Linked DNA regions of Mus musculus: region 1 is linked to region 2. The links are chromatin contacts, called in public promoter capture Hi-C maps. All regions are on one chromosome and are shown on one strand. Each heading gives the region's core, a stretch centred on a gene start, on an enhancer-like site or on the middle of the called end of the contact. The rest is flanking DNA. Distances are from core to core; before and after follow the strand shown.

What was found. Promoter capture Hi-C pulls out the DNA fragments that hold promoters and counts their contacts.
Region 1: a promoter capture Hi-C map of liver shows a contact between it and region 2, with 2.1 times the contacts expected there. The contact joins two enhancer-like sites. A contact is called at or near these places in 2 of 39 promoter capture datasets (liver and pre-B cells), 1 of 15 datasets of contacts at CTCF or cohesin (large pre-B cells) and 1 of 115 datasets of contacts at active chromatin or transcription factors (large pre-B cells).

What each region holds. Positions count from the first base shown.
Region 1 is chr2:27,401,516-27,407,295 of GRCm38.p6, forward strand. All of the region lies in intron 1 of Vav2 (vav 2 oncogene), which reads right to left. Among named protein-coding and RNA genes, the nearest start is that of Vav2, 23 kb to the right of the region's middle. Within about 2 kb of position 3,411, at least 90 of the 459 cell types and tissues checked have an H3K27ac peak or open chromatin away from gene starts, as enhancers often do. A contact at or near this core is called in liver, where this site is marked.
Region 2 is chr2:27,043,244-27,049,387 of GRCm38.p6, forward strand. No RefSeq gene overlaps it. Among named protein-coding and RNA genes, the nearest start is that of Gm13398, 9.6 kb to the left of the region's middle. Within about 2 kb of position 3,343, at least 22 of the 459 cell types and tissues checked have an H3K27ac peak or open chromatin away from gene starts, as enhancers often do. A contact at or near this core is called in liver, where this site is marked.

The DNA.
Region 1 (5,780 bases), core at 2,161-4,660, 360 kb after region 2:
AACTTTAATACCAGGAAATAAAGCCAAGCAGATCTGTGAGTTCAAGGCCAGAGCAAGTTCTAGGCGAAGAAAATTTTAAATCCAGGCATGGTGGTAAACACCTTTAATCCCAGGAGATAGGTATCCAGATCTCTGAGTTCAAGGTCAATCTACAGAGCAAGATCCAGGACAGCCGATCTTAGGCAGTGAAGGAGTTAGAAAAGAGGAAGCTGGTAATGCAATAGAACAAGGGGGCCATGGTTCCAGCTCCTGCATGCAGCAGAACTCAGCAGCTTCTGCCATGAGTCTCTGGCTTTGTAGTCAAGAGGAGAAAGAGACTACTGGGACAGTTGATGCTGGTTAGCTGGAGCTAAGCAATTAGTAGTGATTAAGAAGAGACCAGCAGGCTGGAGAGATGGCTCAGCTGTTAAAGGCTAGGCTCACAACCAAAAATATAAGAGTTCAGTTCCCAGCACCCACGGCTGTCTCTCCAGCCACCTTTTTTGCCTTATACCACACACACACACACACACACACACACACACACACACACACACACACACACACCACGCTCCGAGTGAGCACGCAAAATTAAAAAGTAATAGTTAAAAAAAGAAAGAAAAGAAAAACTAAAGAAAAAGAAAGAAGAGGAGGAGGAGGAGACCAGCATCACTGAGGTGAAATCTTCTGGAAAGTGTTATCTGAGAGCAAATAGAAGCTGTGTTCATGCTGCAGCTGTACTTGGTAATGTGTTAAAGAGTCACTCAGGTGGTACTGGTTTTGAAGATATGAAGGGGTCATGGAGAGCAGCTGAGGCTTGGCACTGTGAGAGGCCATGGAAGGCCATTGGTGAAGGTGCAGCCCTAGTTGCAGGTGATAGCACAGGACTGAAGGAGAAGAAATTGAGGCTTGGCACCATGAAAAGAGCCTATGAGAGGCTATTGGTGATGCCTAGTTGCAGTGGAAGACCCCAGTGTATTGGAGATGCCAGTACCATGGGATGATCACCAAGAACAGCAGCGGCAGTAGAATGGGTCAACCTGAGCTTAGAGTGCTACAGAGGGCAGAGTTGGAGAAGATGCCAGCCCTTTGTGCGGAGCCCAGAAGATCATGTGTGGATCCCAGACAGTGAAACAAGAAGTTGTAACAAGACCCCAAGATGTTCGAGATGCCAGGGTCGTGGGCTATCTGCTGAGGAAAACTGCTAACAGGGAGTAGAACCAGCCCAGGAGAAAGAAGTTTGTTGCAGTCAACAAAAATGAAAAAGGAGTTAGAGATCTGAAAACTGCTTTGACATCAGACATTGAGATGCAGAGTTTGGAGTTTGCCCAGTTAGTGTCTTGATTCAGGGATTATAGTCAAGTGATTGTATGAATCTCAGAAGAGACTTTGAACTTTGGACTTTTATCATTATTGACACTGCTATAGACTATAGGGACTTTGGAAGTTGGACTAAATGTACTTTTTTATTAAGCTATGTGTCTATATGCCCCCCATAGACTCATGTGTTTAAACAAGCCTATGGGGACCAGGGAGTGAAATGTGATGGTTTGTATATGCCTGGTCCAAGGAGTGACATTATTAGGAGGTATGGCCTTGTTGGAGTAGGTGTGTTACTGTGGATATGAGCTTTAAGACCCTCATCCTAGCTGCCTGGAAGTCAATATTCTGCTAACAGCCTTCAGATGAAGATGTAGAACTCTCAGCTTCTTCTCCTGCGCCATGCCTGCCTGGATGTTGCTCCTGCCTTGGTAATAATGGACTGAACCACTGAACCTGTAAGCCAGCCCCAATTAAATGTTGTCCTTATAAGAGTTGCCTTGGTCCTGGTGTCTGTTCACAGCAGTAAAACCCTAAGACAGATTACCATCCATCCAGAAATTATGATCCCCTAATGTTGGAGTCTCCAAAGTCCCTCATGTCCCCCAAAGCTCAGCAGTGGTCACAAAGCCTTTCACATGGGCATTCAGAGGACAGTTCTGATCTAAACAACAGCAAACAAAAGCCTTGGTTTCTGCGACTCCTGTCCCTCTCTACCATTCACACTGCTCACAGGTCCCCACCCGACTGCTCTGGATAGGGCTCCAGAGCTTGGGCCAGCCACATGAGGGCCTAGCATAGGATCCATCTTGGACTCTAAGTAACAAAGTCTCCATGGGACCCCTGCCTGAGTCCAGTCTCTCACTCTCCCTACCAGACACCACATCTCACTTCTGCCGCAGATGCCCCAGAGCTAGTGTGGTATGTCACTGTAGGGCAGAGTAGAACACGCCTAACCACCTTCCAGGCAGAGGTCTTGGTTTAAATCTTCCCCACCAGCCATTCCCGAGAACTCCTGTCCTCAGAGACCATGACTCCAGACTGCACGCAGATCTCAGATCCAAACCCACTACCCAGTGGCTGAAACAGGCTAGAGTCATCTGGGAACAGGCAACCTGGATAGAGAAAAAGCCTCCAGCAGATGGGCTGTAAGCAAGCCTAAGGAGCATTCTCTTGATTAATGATTGATGTGGGAGGGGCAGCTACAACAATCCCCTCATTCCTGCAAAAGCAGGCGACTGTCCCACATGGGACAACTCTATGTATTACTAGAAACAGTGCAAGCCCCCTCTTTCTCAACCACGCAGCACACCCCTCAGTTCATGGGGAAACCACTCCCGTGGCTGTCGTAGCTAGGTGAGCACACCTGGGATGCTGGTATGTGATGTGTGTGCGTGCAAGCTGTGTGTGGGCAAGAGGTGGGTGTGTGCACACCTGGGAGCATGTAGTGGGTGTGCCCGTGCATATGGATGGATGGATGGGTGTGAATGTGTCTCTGTTATGACTGATAAAAATGTCTTAATGAAAAAATTTTAGAAGATTCCAGGGAAATAAGTCTGGACTGTCAAGGGGAGGAAGGCGAGATGTAAACATGTTTTTCCTGTTTCTTAAATGCAATCGGCTTTCATTTTGCTCTTTGTGTACAGTAAACACAAGCTTAGCAGGGGGCGGGGAGGGGGGCAGACTTCCTGCTGCCCCAACAGACTCTGCCCCCTGCATGCAAAGAGGAGGCTACCTCTGTTCCACAGGATGATGCCAACAACAGACATCCCAGCAGCTTGCCGAGCTGATTCCTTGGGTCTCTTAACAGTCTCTTAGTGAGGCCCCAGAGAGTCACTATCCACTTTGTCAGCTTACAGGGTCCACCAAAGACTTTGCCTCTGAAGTCTCCAGGCCTCTCAGTTACATCATGGAAAAAAAAAAAAAAAAAAAAAAAAAAACAGTGATCCATCCCCAGGTCAATTCCATTCCCGCACAAGCAGAGGGGTCAGCCATCAGTGGCAGCCCTGCTCCAGCAAAATGCACCCTGGGAAGGCTCAGATGGGAGGCACGTTACCCTCAATCTGCTCCCCTCTTACCTAGTTTCACTCTGAACATTAGGACCAGAAGCCACTGGGGCAGATAGCACAGGGCAGAACTCTGCTAAACATGACTTCCCAGGTGGCCCTGGGCAAGTCCCTGACCTTTCAAGAGCCTTAGTTACCCCAACCAAATAGCTCTGCAGTTTCCTGAGTTGGGGGGTGGGGAGGGGAAGGGAGTCAGAAAGACTTCCTCAGAAGTTAGAGGGGCCTTTCTCCAGCTCTCTAACCCAGGCTCTCAGTGACCTTCCAGGTCCCCTCACACCATCCACCCTTCCCCAGGGCCCTGCACTGTCCTCAGCTCTCTAGACCCCTAGGCCTCCTCTCAGATCACTGGAAAAACTCTTCTGTCTGTAGAAAGAGGACAAGGACACAGCTCCCCACTGCTCCCCACACCCCCCATCAGCTTGAGGAATTCCCCTGAACTTTCAGGAACTTAGACTCAGGCCACACTGGGTTCATGGCTTCTTCTTTTGTTTCTGGTTTTCCCCCCACAAGCAGGTATGGCTTCTTAGCTCTTAGACTATAGCTCTTCTCAGGGCTGGGGGTGGAAGGAGGTGTGTCCAGTGAGGCCAGTCTCTGGGGTTCCCTTTCTCAAAGGCCCATGAAAAAAATCAGTGAAAAGCTGAACTTTCTAGAAATTCCAATCCCACTGGCTCCAGGCCCCTCAGTGCCCAATCTCTGCCCCCTCCTCCAGGCAGGGAGAGGGGACGGGGCTCCACGGATGCCAGGGCAACAGGTGGGGCGGCCAAGGTCAGGAGTGCTCACAGCTGCAGACTCACCCTCAGGCCCCACCCCAAAAGAGCCCAGCATGTGAGAGGCTACCCAGGCATAGAGGACAGGCCAGGAAAGCTACACCAGATCTGGCATTTCACAGCTGGGTCAGGAGAACGGCAGGGTATACTGACTGGAGCCTCCTTCATGCCTTTGGCACCCTGGGTCCCACGGCCAACCAGAGTTCCTGTTGAGGCATCTAGGAACACTGGTTTCTTGTCCTCTTATCCTTGCTAGCATGTTCTGGGCTGGGATAGCCACTGCCATCTTACCAAAGGGGGACACAGTGGCCCAGGGGTGGTGCCTGTGCTGAGGAAGGGTCACAGGTCCTGTCTCATATGAACAGGACAGGAAGAAGCCTGGTGTAAGACCAGTTTTTTGGTTTTGGGTTTTCTTTTTGTTTGTTTTTGTTTTCATTTTTCTCCCAATATAGAAATAACCTCTCCTAGACAAAGGGAAGGCAGGGTTGCTAATGACCTTGGCCTCCCTGCCCAGCTGCTCTAGTGCCTTGTCCAAGCTGGTGCTCTGAGTGACACAGGAGCCATCAGATGTTGGGTTCCGCACCTCCTCACTGGTGCCTCAAATCCCTAGCTCACCATGGAGATGGGTATAGTTGCCCTGGCCTGAGCCCAACATGCGTCCTCCAGTCTCCCCACAAATGGACACTCAAGATTGTTGCCACAGTTTCACCTCTAGTCAGGTGCACAATGATAATAGATGTTCTCAATAAAGATGTGCATCACGAAGTGGGAAGGGCTTCCTTCCATCACGGGAATTCCCATGCTGGGCCAAAGGCCCCAAATTCCAGGTTCCTAGCAAACTCACCCTGTAGGCAGAGCAAGAAACAGAAAGCTGGGGCTGGAGAGATGGCTCAGTAGTTAAGAGCACTGACTGCTCTTCCAAAGGTCAAGGTCATGAGTTCAATTCCGAGCAACCGTATGGTGGCTCACAACCATCTATAACCATCCAATGCCCTCTTCTGGTGTGTCTGAAGACAGTGACAGTGTGCTGAGTACTCACATACAATAAATAAATAAATAAATAAATCTTTAAAAGAAAGAAAGAAAGAAAGGAAGGAAGGAAGAAAGGAAGGAAGAAAATAAACAGAAAGCCAAGCCACCTCACCTTAAACACATGTATGGCTTAGGACCTCGTACGATGTCCTCATCAAGATGGCCTTCCCGACCACATTCCATGATTATCCAAGAGCACCTGGCTGAGCCTGCAGGACTCAGCTCCTCCCCACTTTCCCTGCTCCACTCATCCTTCACTCACTTGGCCACCAAATCAGCAACCTGCATCACTCTGAGGCGTGCATGAAGAGAGTCTCTTGCTCTGCTTTCAGAGAGAATGGCAACCTGGGCTCTCTGCCCCATCCCAGGTGTTATTTTGAGGGGGCAGGGGATAGGGCGCCCAAGGGAAGTGAGAGAGCAGTGGAGTGACTCAGAGGTGCTGAGAAATGGAGCAGCCCCCACATCCCCAGGGCAACCAGGGTAGCTAGAGAACAGGAAACCCGACAGCAGCGGATCATCGTCTGAGAGGACAGAGGACCATGAGGACAGGGGTGGTCCATCAATGCTATCAGGAAGGGACACTCAAACTCCCATCATACCAGGCAGTTACTTGGAG
Region 2 (6,144 bases), core at 2,093-4,592:
ACTTTCCCTTCAGCCAGTTTCCCAGGGTGCTGTTTGAGTGGTGCCAATTGGACATAGTATCCTAGCATTAAAGATGGGCTGACTACACTAATGCATCATATCATGGGGATTCTCCCATGGAGATGCTGTCTTGGCTATCTGTCTCTGTCTCTCTGTCTCTGTCTCTCTGTCTCTCTCTCTCATTGTTTTTGTTTGTTTGTTTGTTTGGTTGGTTTTTTTTTTGAGTCCCCTTCATCTAGATATAGACTGAAACAAAAATCACAGTCTACTTTGTACTGTCAAGGAAGGACCTTGCCCATTAAGGAGATCCTAGTGTCCAGGGGCTGGTGAATTGTGTGCACGTATACTCAGTACTGGGGCCTGTACTCCTATGACCTGTGCAATGCAGGGCCCTATAGGAGTTGTGGCCAGCAGGGGGCACTTCTGTGCTGGGCCTGGAGCTCTGCTGCTGGCTGATCACAGAGGCTGCTGAGATACTGCTGTTCCCAGACTGAGCAGCACTGAGCATCCAGGCAGGGGCGGCCAGCACTTCTGCTCATCTCTCTTTTTACCCTCTTTTCTCTAGTTAGTAGTATAGGTCCCTCTTTGTGCTGCTCCTCCCAGCTCGACTCTCATCCCTCCTGTTTAAAAGTCTAGACACCATATCTACGTTAACCCCCCCCCCCCAGGCCCTAGGGACCGGGCTGCAGATTGGCTATGTGGAATGGCCGGCAGCTCAGCAGTACTCTGGCTTGAGAATCCATCCTGGTTGCATTTGGATGGTGGGGCTCATGTGAAGGACCCCTCTCTCCCTAGATCTAAGTGTGGCAAGCCTCACACACTTTCCCGGCTAACTAATACTCCAGAACATGCAGGTTCTCAGAGAAAGGCTAGTCCCGATACCAAATGGCCCTTCAGAAGTGCAGAGGGCACTCTCTTGGATACCTAGGGTCCTTAGCCCCAGGATCCAGTGCTCCATCTAATCTGTATGAAGTGCCACGTGCTTCTGTTTGCTCACTGGTGCTCAGGACTGGCATCTGCAAGAGTTCTCCTCCTCCACTTCACCCCCAAAGCTGGCTGGCCTGGTGTAGACTTGACCTGGAACCAGCTCCTGGCCTCTGGGAAGCCCAGCTGTAGCTGCCTTGGCCTTCCCCCCAGCAGGAGCTGAAACCCTTGACTTCTCCAGTCTCTGGCTGGCGAGCAGCAGCCAGGCCTCCGGGAAGGATTCCTGGGGTGCGGTGTTGGTGGCTGGCTGCAGTACAGGGCATGGATCCCTGCAAGGCAGGCTCTCTCCTGGGAACTCTTGTCTGTCTGTCTGTCTGTCTGTCTGTCTGTCTGTCTTGCTCCAGCTGATTGGGTGGTCTGGGAGGGGACAGATGTGAAGCAAGCATGTGTGCAAGCATGTGTAGCTGGTGTCTGGTAGGTACTCATGGGAAACCACACCTCAGGGACACCGTGTGTTTAGGGACCATGCTGGAACAGGACACTGGTGTATCCCTGGAGGGACAAAGGATGTTAGAACCTGCTGTCAAGGCTCTAGTCACTTTTTATTGACCTTGGACACAGCACCCAACTTTCCTGCCCTTTAGAAGCCTCTGCTGTAGAATCGGGTGGCAGCCCAACCCACCAGGAAGGGCCATCTCAGAAGTTAGATGGACTGTTTCCTGCAGTGGATTGGGAACCACAGTGGCCAAAGAGCCAGGCATGAAGCCCAGCAGGGTGCTGCAATGGTCTTTTGTTTATCGGTGTACCTACAGTCCTCTACCACACATGGGTAACTGAGAAAGTTCATGAACTCACCCAGCATCACCACTGACCTCTGTTGCTAGTGAGTTAAAATAGAAATTTAAAGTATTGGTACAGCCTGGATAAGAGGTTGTAAATATGGCTCAGCAGATGCAGGGCTTGCTGCACAAGCTTGACGATCTGGGTTTGGATCCCGCCACCTATGTAAAAGCTGGGTCCAAGAATAACCTCATTTCTGCAGGACAGAGAGAGGCAGAAGCCTGGGGGCTTGCTGGTGAGCCAGACAGCCAAAGCAGCAAGCTCTAGGTCCAGTGAGGAGCCATGTTTAAGAATTAAATAAGGTGGCAAGCCATAAATGAAGATACCCAGGGCCCATCTCTGGCCTCTCCAAGTGTATCTGCACAGACACAAAATAAACAAAGCTGCAAACAGCTAAGACCTGGGTGTTCTTCACACATCATATTCTGAGAACTACTAGATCTGGGCTGAGGACCTGGAGGGGAAACTGAGGCTGTGATACTGAGTCCTGGCTTTTAGGGTTCTGTCAGGCAGGCAGACACCTCCTGAGATGAGTGACTGCAGAGAGAAAGGTGTGTACAAGGCAATCTAGGAGCATGTGACCGGGAAGGAATCAGAGTGTTTGCACACATATATGTGCACACAGAACACACATACACACACAGTTGGGAGTACATGATGCCTGAGTGGGTGTTTGACCTTGACACCTGAATGACAGAGCAGGTAAAGCTGCCTGTCCTGTCCTGTTTAATTTTTGTGAACTTGAAACAAACCTAGACATACCTGAGAAGAAGAAAACTCAACCGAAGAATTTCCTCCATCAGATTGGCCTGTGGGCATGTCCATGGGCCTTTTCTTAATTGTTAGTAGCCAGCTAACATAGGAGGGCCCAGCTGTATGGGCCTGTGGGCCTGGCCAGTATAAAAAAGCTCACTGAGTCACGGGGAACAAGACTATACATAGCACTGTGTGGTCTCTGCTTCAGTTCCTGCCTTGGTTTTCAATGACGTGGGCTGTAACCTGTAAGTCAAGCAAACCCTTTTCTCCCCAGGTTGCTTCTGGTCACAGTGTTTGACACAGCAACAGGAACCAATGAGGATTCTGCCTCTAGAGGTCCTTCAGGCTGGAGGGAGCCAGCAGAGAGCTACAGGGAAGTCTGAGCAGGGATCAGGAGTGGAGAGTGTCCTGGTGGTGTGAGTGGGAGGGCAGCCCTCTCACCCTGGTTCATATGCAGAAGAAAGCTGGCCATTGTAGAGCATAATCAGGATTCAAGGACAGTTTGACCACTTTCTTAAATTCCCACGGTGACATTTCTAGCTACGTCCAAGCCCTTCCCAGCTATCCCCCAGCCCCTTCCCAGCTACCCCCAGCCCCTTTGGGATGATGCCAGCACTCTGACCCTGCTTTACAGTCAGATCTTCACAGTTTGAGAAGACCTCAGAGAAAAGCATGCACGTTCGTCTCTCTGGTTGGGATGAAACTGTCCTCCCACCACAAGCTGGGGGACTGCTTTGTGAAGCTGGGATAGGGCCAGGCAAGCCTGAGGACACGCCGTCCCCTGGCCTGGCTTGCTGGAGTCGGGCCCATGAAGGGAAGGGAATGGAGTCTGACCCTGTGTTCCAGGCAGGGCTGGAGCAGTGTACTTGGATGCAGCTGTGCCCAGCTGTTCCCTAAATGACAGTGGAAACAGTCTGTGTCTTCCTAAGCATCTCTGCTGACTAAGGGGTTCCCCATCATAGGTGCTGGCCCTTCTGGGGGGGGGCTCATGACCCTTGAGTAACAGGAAAGAGGCTAAGACCTTTTGGCTTAGAGTTTAGGGAATGGCACTGGGGAGAGGGGGCTCAGAAGTTGTGTCCACAGCTCTGTTTGATGGCACCCTTCTCTCAGGCTTATTGAAGTCAGTCAAGGGCTCACCCTCTAAGGTTACAGCAGAGAAAAGGCACTGTGACCAGAGAAGGGTCTTCTGGCCAGAGCTTTTTCCAGAGTCTTGCTTGCAGCATCTATCTTCAAAGGCAAGAGAGAAAGTCTACAGATCTCCACCCTGGACCATCCCTGGGTGTTGGGCTTCCATGTGACTGTCTGCTGGGGATCTAGACTCTGAATCTGGGAACTTAGCAGAGGGGACCCACTTGAAGCTCAGGCTGGATAGCCAGTGGGTCCTCATGAACACTGCTATGTGTTCCAGCAGCAGCTTCTTCCCCCAAGGAGCCATCCAGTCAACTCTGGGTCCACTACCAATGGGCACACAAGTACAGAGAGAACTGTTGCTGCCACCCCAGCTGGACCTCCAGGACCTGGAGCAGGGCTGGCTGGGGAAGAATGACTGAACCGGTCAGTTCGATACTCACTCATCTGATGATGATAGATCATACTAAAGACCTCAGAGTCAGGCTGCCTGACTTCCGAAGTCTTACCCTCATCATTCGCCATGCCTTGTTCCCTCATATATAAAATAAGAGACAGAAATCCCCCAGGCCCAAGAGTAGTTGGGAATACAGATTGGGTTTGTGTTTACACAGTGGGTTTACAGAAGAAGAAAACTCAATGTTGAGTGGGTAGGGAGGCAAGAGTGGATCTAGGAGGGATCGTGGTGTGTGTGTGTGTGTATGTGTGTGTGTGTGTGAATATGATCAATATACATGGTATGAAATTCTCAAAGAACCAATAAAACCATGATTACAAAACAAGAGCAGAAAATTCCTAATCCTATTAATATAGAAAGTTAAGAGTTTACAGTATGTACACCCCCAGCATCTACCTCTCTGTCCAAAGTACCAAACTACAAGCTTTTCCACTAAAACAGGGAAATGTTCAGATTAAATAAAGGGTACCCAGCATCCTTGGTACTGCCTTGGGCTTGCCAGAAAGGGTGAAATGGAAAGAAAAGTGTTGTGGAGAAGGAAGGTCGGAATCTCGGTAGTCAGACCCCCAAAGAGAGCATTAGGTTGAGTTTAAGGGTCGGTGGACTGGTAGCCATGAGGCTAGCTTCTGGCTAAACTAGTTGCTACTGGTGTGTTGGGATGGGCTCAGAGCTGGCCTGGTGTTTACTCTTGGCAATAGGTTTTTCTTTATATATTTTTAATTTTTTTAATTTATTGTTTTTATTTATTTATTTTCGGCAATAGGTTTTTCTTGTGGAAGCTAGAGAATTAAAACTCACTCATTCTCATAGATAAACTAGAACATCATTGTTTTTACTGATTTGTCTTTGCTAAATTTGGGGCAAAGTATAAAGGGCAAAATGCAGAGCTTGGCCATGTCGGGGAGTCTAGTGGAGCCAATCCCATGTTGGTGCTGGGCCTCACTGTCTTATGTAGATAAGAGAATCCATCTGCCCCAAGTGCTGCATAGACTCTGTGTACCTCAAGGGCTGGTACTGCAGAGAAGAGGAAGAAACTTCTGTAAGGGCTAGCGAATAGACATAAACAGGTCCTCAGGGGTGTGTGTGTGTGTGTGTGTGTGTGTATGTGTGTGTGTGTGTGTATGTGTGTGTGGTGTGTATGCATGTGTAGTGTGTGTGTTTGTGTGTAGTGTATGAGTGTGTATACATGTGGTGTGGTATGTGTGTGATATGTGTATATGTGTGTATGGTATATGTATGTAGTATGTGTGTATAATATGTGTATATGGCATGTATTATGGTATATCTGTGAGTGGCATATGTGTATGTAATGTGTGTGTGCTGTATGTGTGTGCAGGGTATGTGTGTGTGTAGTGTATGTATATGTTTGCTGCATGTTTGTATATGAATGCATATGTGTATATGTGGTGTGTATGTGTGGTATATGTGTATGTGTGTGATATGTGTATGTGTGTCTGTATGTGTAGCCTAAATTCACATTTCCTCAATTATTCTGAAACATCTATAAGAGAGGATGCCAGTTTGAAGGATCCCTAGCTCTGAAGAAGCCAATCATTTACAGAGGTAAACACAAGCATTCCTAAAGGAATCTACTTTCAAGCCTAAACTAACAAAAAACAAAACAAACAAAAACCCCTACAATCTCTACAAAGTACCACAGCAAACAATTTCATTGTCAAAACTCAGCCAATTCCCGAGGAAACAAGACATCAGGAGTGACAGCTACAGAAACTCAAGGGGGTAAAATTCAGTTACCCAAACCTCAGATGTTAGATGTTAAATACCAGAACCAAGGAGTGAGATGAATATACTTTGTCCAAGAAATAGAGTCACTGAGATGGCTCCGTGGGTAGAGGCACTCACTCCCAAGCCTGCCAACTGGAGGTCAATCACTGGGGTCCTGACTGGTAGAAGGTGACAACTAACTCTCAGAAGTTGTCCTCTGCCTCCACATGTACACTGTAGGATACTCTCATGCACAATATAGATAAATTAATTAAAATGTAATATAAAAACTATGTCACTTGAAATAAAAAAAA